Linked DNA regions of Mus musculus: region 1 is linked to region 2. Evidence: chromatin contacts called from public promoter capture Hi-C data. All regions are on one chromosome and are shown on one strand. The core of a region is the stretch at or near the end of the contact, and the rest is flanking DNA. Distances in the headings are between cores, read along the strand shown. Region 1 holds the start of Tspan1 (tetraspanin 1). Region 2 holds the start of Eif2b3 (eukaryotic translation initiation factor 2B, subunit 3).

What was found. Promoter capture Hi-C pulls out the DNA fragments that hold promoters and counts their contacts.
Region 1: a promoter capture Hi-C map of cranial neural crest shows a contact between it and region 2. The contact joins the promoter of Tspan1 here to the promoter of Eif2b3 in region 2. A contact is called at or near these places in 3 of 39 promoter capture datasets (cranial neural crest, hippocampal neurons and liver).

The regions. Positions count from the first base shown.
Region 1 is chr4:116,164,912-116,169,081 of GRCm38.p6, forward strand. It overlaps Tspan1 (tetraspanin 1), which reads right to left and starts at 2,687. Exons shown (of 8, transcript NM_133681.4): 1 at 2,555-2,687; 2 at 2,097-2,161. The coding sequence starts at 2,153.
Region 2 is chr4:117,016,785-117,021,283 of GRCm38.p6, forward strand. It overlaps Eif2b3 (eukaryotic translation initiation factor 2B, subunit 3), which reads left to right and starts at 2,618. Exons shown (of 12, transcript NM_001111277.2): 1 at 2,618-2,692.

The DNA of each region.
Region 1 (4,170 bases), core at 1,437-3,936, 850 kb before region 2:
GCTCAATAGTCACCATAGCAACAGCTGGGTGAGGCTTACACCTGCTTGCGACCTTGAAACAGGGCTGAGGTTGAGAGGTTCATTCACCCAGAGGCCCTATTTGGTCCCCCTTTAGGGTAGAATCAACTGTCAGACTCCTTTTTCACCCAGACCGCTGACTGACACAGAAACAGAACACAACTACAGCTTCTAGTCAAGACATGGGCTCAACCTAAGGTTTCAGAGGTAGTCTGGAAGCTTTGAGGGGGTTCTGATGAAGGCCTGGGTACCACAGCTCCTAGCAAACCTTTGCTGACCCAAGGTCTTTGGGAGATGAATCAGCCTGACACTGGCTTGGGCCCAGCTCCCACTGAACTAAAGAAACCAGTCTGGCATGGGCATATAAAGATATATATATATATTGTGGCTCTATCCCAGGATGTTTGCTTAATGACAAAAGAGCCAGGCTGCTAGCCTTCAGGGTCAAATTTCAAGGAGCCTGGCTTTCCTACCTTGTTCTGCCCAGTCTGGCAAGACCTAGGCAACAGAGGACAGAAACCAAACTGGATTTAACCCTATCAGGCCAGAGCCCTGGCTCTCCCAATTACTGAAATCCTAGCATTTCCTTCAGTTATCTGAATGAAACCTAGTTCTTGGCAGCCAAAGCCCAAGGTACAGACCACATTGGAGTCAAAGAGACTACTTACCCTTTGCCCAGTTTCTCTAAACTGGTACACACGCCATGTCTTTATTCTCTCCCCTCCCACTCATTATTCTCTGGTGACATGGGCCCCTGACCACTGTTTTTAAACACCCCTTTTCCGCCTTTCCTTCCTACTGTCCTTTGCCTCCATCACTGTGGCTATTTTTCTGTTCATCTCTACTTCCAGTTTCCAAGAACTGACTTTCTTTGAGACCAGGGGTTCTATAATATTCGCAAGGCTACAGCAGGGGTGGAAGGCAGACTTTCCCTTACTGTTGCCAGAGTCCTCTCCCACCCCTATGACCTCACTGGCTGCTCACAGGCACCAGACTTTCATATGCCCATGCACCTCCGTTGGGTACACATGAGTGTAGCGGATGACCCCTTCTTTCCCCCTACATTGCTCAAACCATTTCTAAGACGTCTTTGTTTTACCGCTCCTCTGCCACCTTTGTTTACTGTGTCCCTTTCTTATCTCTGTCACTATCTCCAGGGTTTGGGCCTCTTGGCTTAGCTTCTCAAACAAGCCCTATATAATCTGTTCCAGGTTTTCTAAACAATATCAAATTTCATTACCTCTGGGCCTTCCTACGCCCTTTAGGGCTCCCCCACCCAATGCAAATGTCCAACCTCAACTACTTCCTCCAGGAAGCACTTTCCAACTAGGCTGTATTCAAACCCCTTCAGGGCCTCCCTTACTTAGCCTTGCCGGTAAATCTAAAAGTACCACTTTGCAATTGTCAGTATATATAGCAATTATCAGCCTCTTTGACAATGATCAGCCTATCTGATTTACTGAACCTGAGATTCTCAAGGGCAGTGAATGGCCTGGCTCTACCCTAGCACATAGCACTGAGTCTTAGTCAATGAATATTTTCCTTTTTGTTTGTGGACTCGTGCATGCTAAGCAAATGCTCTACCACTGAACAACAATCTCAGACCCTTAAATGCCAGCCCAGTCAATGAGTACTTATTGAGTCAACTAAGAGGCATGGATAAGACTCTCAGCTTTTTCAACGCACGGTGGTCACTGAATTGCCTTTTACACTATAAACTTAAGCAGAGCCCCTTTCCTCTCTGAACCGTGAATGCCTATTTTAAAATGGGGGAGGGGGGACAATCATTCCTGCTAGCCAGCCCTGCCCCAGAATGATCCTTCCTAGAAGGGAGGTGAGAGACTCAAGCTTCTCCATCCCTAGCCTTCCGCATCTTCACCCAAACCTCTGTGTGGCAGTCAGGTTGTTAGTGGAATCAGGAATCAGCATTTGGGAAGACCCTCTGCTTCCTTCTCATATAGGAAAATTTACAGGGCAGAGTCTGGGTACCTAGTTTCCCATTCTCCAGCCTGGCCTCTGTTCAGACTGTGACCTGCTTTTGTAAGGAACCCCAGGAAACCCACAACCACCATACTTACAAAGATGAGTAGATTGAAGAGGAACATCATGACCTTAATGAATTTGAAGCACTGCATGGTGTGTCCTGGGAAACAGACATGCACAAATTAGGGCCTTACCTCCCACTTGCCCTGGGCTGGCTGTGTTTTTTTGAGTCCAACATCTTGTTATTTCTCACCAAATTTCCCCTGCATCTGGACTCTAATATCTCAGAACTTTTTCCAGTCCTTTTGTTGACACGTATGCCCACCTGTACTAGTTCTCAGATCTTAATATCCCCAGATCCCCATGCAGGTATTACAAGCCTGATCTCACACTCCAGACCACTCAACACCCTTGCCTGACACCTGTCTTTCCTAATCCTCTTTCTAAACCAATCTCAGATTCTTCAGTACCCACCAATGGCTTTTTCTAGCACCCCAAACCTGTTTTTAGACTGGTACCTATTCATAGATTAATCCCTGGTCTATGCCATCACCTGCTTCAGGGCTCTTGGCAATAGGTTCTGAACGGGATCTGTTGCACTCCAGAAGGAACAGAACAGCTCCAGGAAACTGCCACTCAGTGTGCTGGCAGAACGCTGAAGGAGCGGCTAGTCCTCGCAAAACACTACTCACCTACAGGTGGGGCAGGTGTTTTAAAACCTCCTGGCCGCAGGCCCGCCCGCTGGCCCCACCCAAGGCTGATTAGCCTTCTTTGCCCCTGCTGCCCCCTACTGCCTGGAGATAAGTTCCCAACACTGAAAGCAATAATTAAATCTCTACCTGGAAATGTCACCATAGACTCTGCCTCTCCTGAAAAGGGGTGTATGGGGCAGCAGTGTCAGGAGCTGGACAAGTAGCTTTCTAGAACTTTTGGGTGCCTCGCTCACAATAGTGTGATATGATTCTTACCTTGAAACTGTGTGTTTACTGGCACCCACATCTGCTCGAGCTGCCACCCATATGTTTACACACAAAACTCAGTCACGGGGGGCTGGTGAGATGGCTCAACAGGTAAGAGCACCCGACTGCTCTTCCGAAGGTCCTGAGTTCAAATTCCGGCAACCACATGGTGGCTCACAACCATCCATAATGAGATCTGACTCCCTCTTCTAGAGTGTCAGAAGACAGCTACAGTGTACTTACATATAATAAATAATAAATAAATCTTAAAAAAAAAAAGGGCTGGTGAGATGGCTCAGTGGGTAAGAGCACCCGACTGCTCTTCCGAAAGTCCAGAGTTCAAATCCCAGCAACCACATGGTGGCTCACAACCATCCGTAACAAGATCTGACTCCCTCTTCTGGTGTGTCTGAAGACAGCTACAGTGTACTTACATATAATAATAAATAAATCTTTAAAAAAAAAAACTCAGTCACGTATATAACATAGAGTGATACTCTTTTTTTTTTTCCTTTTTTCTTTTGGTTTTTCAAGACAGGGCAGGGTTTCTCTGTGTAGACCTGGTTGTCCTGGAACTCACTCTGTAGACCAGGCTGACCTCAAACTCAAAAATCTGCCTGCCTCTGCCTCCCAAGTGCTGGGATTAAAGGGATGCACCACCACTGCCCAGCAGAGTGGTACTCTTGAATGTAAATGAACATGTCTCACACTGTCTCTTGCGTGTTCACACACACATAAGTATATGCACACACTCGTGAGCACGTGCGTGCACGCACACACACACATATGCACACACAAACAAATGTACATTCATGTGCATACACTTATGAGAACACACACACATGCTCATACATATGCACGCTCATACATATGCACACACATACACTTGCACATGGGTGCACACACACACACACACACACACACTTTCAAGGATATGATCATGGTCCTCTGTTCTCACCACAGAACAGGAAATGGTTGTTTTTCCTCTTCCTTTCACAAAACCCACAAGACTTCAAGGTCACCGTCATCATCCTCTTCCTCCTCCTCCTCCTCCTCCTTTTCCTCCTCTTCCTCCTCCTCCTCCTTCTTTACATCCTTTTGCCTGCATATCTCTGATGTGTGAGCCTGGTTCTTACGGAGTTCAGAGCAGCCCATCAGATCCCCTGGAGTCCTGGAACTGAAAGTTAAGGAGGCAGTGAGCCACCATGTG
Region 2 (4,499 bases), core at 1,368-3,867:
AGGAAAGAAGGAAGGAAGAAAACTGGAGAAAAAAAGGAACCGGGAGAGCTTTCAAAAGATTAAGAAATTAGTTGGGTGGGAGTGTTGCATGCCTTTAAACTCAGCACTTGGAGCTACAGGCAGGCAAATCTCTGAGTTCAAGGCCAGCCTTGTCTACAGAGTGAGTTCCAGAACAGTCAGAGGAGAGAATGTCTGGGCTATTTACTGCAGTTTAACTAACTACCCCAAAATTTAGTGCTTAGAACAGCAACTGTTGGGGGCTGGAGAGATGGCTCAGTGGTTAAGAGCACTGACTGTTCTTCCAGAGGTCCTGAGTTCAAATCCCAGCAACCACATGGTGGTTCACAACCATCCATAGTGGAGATCTGATGCCCTCTTCTGGTGTGTCTGAAGACAGCTACAGTGTATTCACATACATAAAATAAATCAATAATTCTTAAAAAAAAAAGAACAGCAACTTTTATTTTTTTCTCTCACAATTTTAAGATTTGTCTAAATTCAGGATTTTAGGGTAGCTTGGATATTTGGGGTATTTCAGGCAATCACTGCTTTTTATGTGGTCTCCTTCCTTGTTTCCAGAGACTTCTTGACTTAGAAACTTCCATGATCTTTCAAAACCTTGTTGGCTATAGACATAGTAAAGTTGATAGAGTACTTGTCTAGTGTGCTCCAGGCGCTGGGTGTGATACCCAGTGCTACATAAGCCAGCTATGGTAGTATACACCTGTAATCCCACCAGTCAAGAGGTGGATAAAGGAGGACCAGGGGCTCAAGGCCAGCCTCAGGTATAAAGTTTGAGGACAGCCTGGGCCTTGTGAGACTCTATCTCAAAGGGATGATAGTAATAGTAATAAATAACAACAACAACAACAACAGACAAAACTTGTCATATAATGTTCATCTGCTCAATAATTTCTGATCAAATAAGCAATCATTCAAAATAGCTTGAGTCAAGGCCAAGGCTCAATCAAAGGTCCAGGCCCAGGCCTAGGCTCAGACTGTGAAATTCCAGTTTAGACTCATGCTCCCTTTAAGTTGTCACCGTTGTGGTGTCCCCACTCCCCACTCCTACTTTTGAGACAGGTCTCCTTATTTAGCTCAGGATTTACAGTCCTTCTCCCTCAGCCTTTGAGATCACAGACATGCAATACCATGCACAACCACACTAAAAGCTTTTATATGCCAATATGAAGACAGGACTGTAGGCCCTGGGCTGCAGACACCATGGGGCTTGTTTCCTCCTGTGCTATCTGAGTTAAGAAGCTATTAAAAAAGAGTGCTTCTGTCTCTGTTTTCTTACGTTATGTTCATTATACATTCCACAGAAAAAACTTATGTTCCTTGCTATAGCCTACAAGCCGGTGGGGTCTGAATTCTCTGGTCTCCTCCATCTGGCTCCCTCTGGTAGCCTTTACTCACCCACTTCCCCTCTCACTTTATTTCTGCTGCAGTGCCCTTCCTACTCTTTATTGAACTCCGGGGTTTCTTTTGGGATTTGTTTGTTTGTTGCTGTTTTTTTGTTTTTTTGTTTTTTGAGACAGGGTTTCTCTGTGTAGCCCTGCTGTCCTGGAAATCACTCTGTAGACCAGGCTGGCCTCGAACTGACAGACATAGGCCTGCCTCTGCCTCCCAAGTGTTGGGATTATAGGCATTCACCACCACGGGCAGGATCTTTGCACTTGCTGTCTAGTCAGCTTGCAAGGCTCTTTCCCAAGGCTCAACCCGACTTACTCTCTTCAAACCATTAAGTGCTATTGTAAGACCCCCAAAGCTGGGCCTCAGCTCAAGTCCCGGGATGAGCTGGCCCGCACCCCAATAACTCAACAGCTCTTCTCTGCCGGGTATCCTTGGTAAAATTACAATTATCGCATCTCTGGTTGTAAGGTATAGAAACAAAAAGGCTTTTTGCTGGCTATAGAGAACAAAGAGCTTCTTTCTAGCTGTATTTTTAGAGAACAGGGAAAACAAGCTTGGGGGAATGTTTTAGGGGCTTTACCTCCCAGGGAGAAACGCTCTAAGTCCGGTTCTCACACTATCAGAAATGAATTTATTGTTTGAATGGCTAAAGTTTGCTGACACAAAGGCCAAATCAGGCATCTTGCACACTAGAAGCCTAACCAACCGCTGGCTTGCAAGGGAATTTAGTAGGTGTTTTGTTTTGCTTTGTTTTTTTAAATTCTTGAATCTTCTATGAGTGTTGGTGCAGGTCTTTAATCCCAGTCTACCGGGGGCAGAGGCAGGGGAGATTGCAGCTGGCGGTTCTCTGTGAGTTCGAGGCTAGCCTGGTTTACAGAGTGAGTTCCAGGACAGCCAGGGCTACACAGAGAAACCCTGTCTTGAAAAAAAAAAATCACAAAACAAAACAAAAAGTATTGACAAGCCAAATTTACAGTGCCGTGAGGCTGGGATTTAGAATGGCAACTCCGAAACGTTAGAGATTGAAGGGGACATTTAACAAGCACTAGGCAGCAATACAGAAACTCCACGCCACGGCTCGTCGGTCGCTTGGTCTCCGGCACGCTCCGCAAGAGCATCCTTGCCTTCTGCCATCTATTACTCGGCACTCGTTCCTCCTTCCTGAGTCGGCGCGTCGTATCGAACCGCTCGGCCACCGCGCGCCTGCGCTCTTGGCTTGTCAGCCAGAGGCGGCGTGGGGAGCGCTGGGAGAGGCTGCGGCGTGCGGATAGCTGAGGTAAAGCCGGGGCTAGTGCGGTGCCAGGCGGGGCACGAGCTGGCTGAGCAGGGAGAGCGGCGCGCGGATGCTGGAAAGCCGGGTTCCTGTGAGGGAGGCCAGCTAGCCGAGCAGGACCCGAGTAGGCAGACAGGGACTGCGCTCCCGAAATCGCCGGGCGAGACACTGCCGGCCCTGGCCGTAGAGCCATGCGTCCCGACTGGGGGACTGGAGAGTCCAAGCCTTGTGCAACAGATGGAAAAACTGAGTTTCAGGGAGGGACAGTTCTGCCCGAAGTCACACCGAGTGAGCACTAGACTCCCTTGGTGCCTTGCTGACATGGTTTCCACATTATTTATTCGTCCCACATTTATTTGGGCTCAAGGCAGGGACTAAATGGGATACAGTAAGGCCCTTTTAGGCAGCGCGCAAAGGTTTGGCAAACCAATTACAATGCAGTAGCCGATCTTACAATTTAGGACAGAAGACGGCAACTGTGAGGAAGGCATGACTGGGACTCTGTAAACGCCTCCTGTAAAACTTGGAGGCTGGTGAGACTCATCGACTTGGTATTGGGAGTCACGACGGTAAAGTTGAAACTTTTAAGTCTAGCCTTATGATTGGTTAGGTTCATAAGTATTCTTGTTTCTTAGGTTGCGTCTTTTTTTTTTTTTTTCCTCCTTAACCCAGAGATTGAGAACAGGAACTTTAGGTTCTAGCCACCTGGGTTCCAAATGTGTTCTTGTACACATTTGAGCTTAACACTAATGTGGGGTTGCTGTGAGGTTCACAGATGCTCATTCCACATATAGTATCTGGCATCTGACTGGGTGTATCCTGACAACACATAGTCCCCAACTTCAAGGAACTCACTCTTAATAGGCATTTAAATGAATGCCTGCAGTGAAGCCTATAAAGGTTGACACAGTCCGTACAGAGTATAGTAGAAGCAGCAGGTGAAAGAAGTCCCATCATTGGTGTGCAAAAAGTTAGTTGTAGCTTCATGCTATGCAAGATGATTTCTGAGCAGAGTCTTTTTAAAGAGTTTTGCTACTTGGTTACTTGTCCCAGGAGAAAACCAGCCTAAAGCAGGAGTAGCCGTAGACCTGCAGTTCTGGCTGCTAAGGTGGTAAGACTGGGAATCACTTGAGCCCAGGAGGTTAATTCACACTTTATAACCAGGTATTGGCACTAGATTCACAAGCATCAATATGATGACCTCTAGAAGTGGTTCTAGAGTCTGGAACCACCAGGTTGCATGTACTGATCTGTAGTGAGGGTCACATCTAGGAAAGGCCATCACACTAGCTATGACAGCGTAATAATACCTGTCCACTTAAAAAGGACCTATAGGGGGCTGGAGAGGTGCCTCAGTGATTAAAAGCAGCGTATATTCTTCCAAAGGACCTAGGTTCAGTTCTCGGCACCTACATGATAGCTCAGAACCATCTATAACTCCACTTACAGGGGATCTGACTCCATATGTGCACTCAACACACACATAAAATTAAAAAAAAAATAAGTATTTGTTACAAAAGAAAACCCAGAGTTATAGCACAGTATATTTTAGTTGGTATAGTGTGTTTTCCGTGATCCAGCATCTGTCCAATAATATGAAACATGTATATAGTGCGTGTGATAGGATGAACGTTACTTTGCATGTCTTATAGAGAAATACTTTTTTATTCTTGTGTAGGGGATCCAGCCTAAGGCCTCATAAATACCAGACAAGTGAGCCCTCATTTAATCCCAACAGCTTCATGAATGTGTGGATGTGTATATTCCTAAATACATAACTACAGCTGCTCTCTCATAATCATGTTGATTA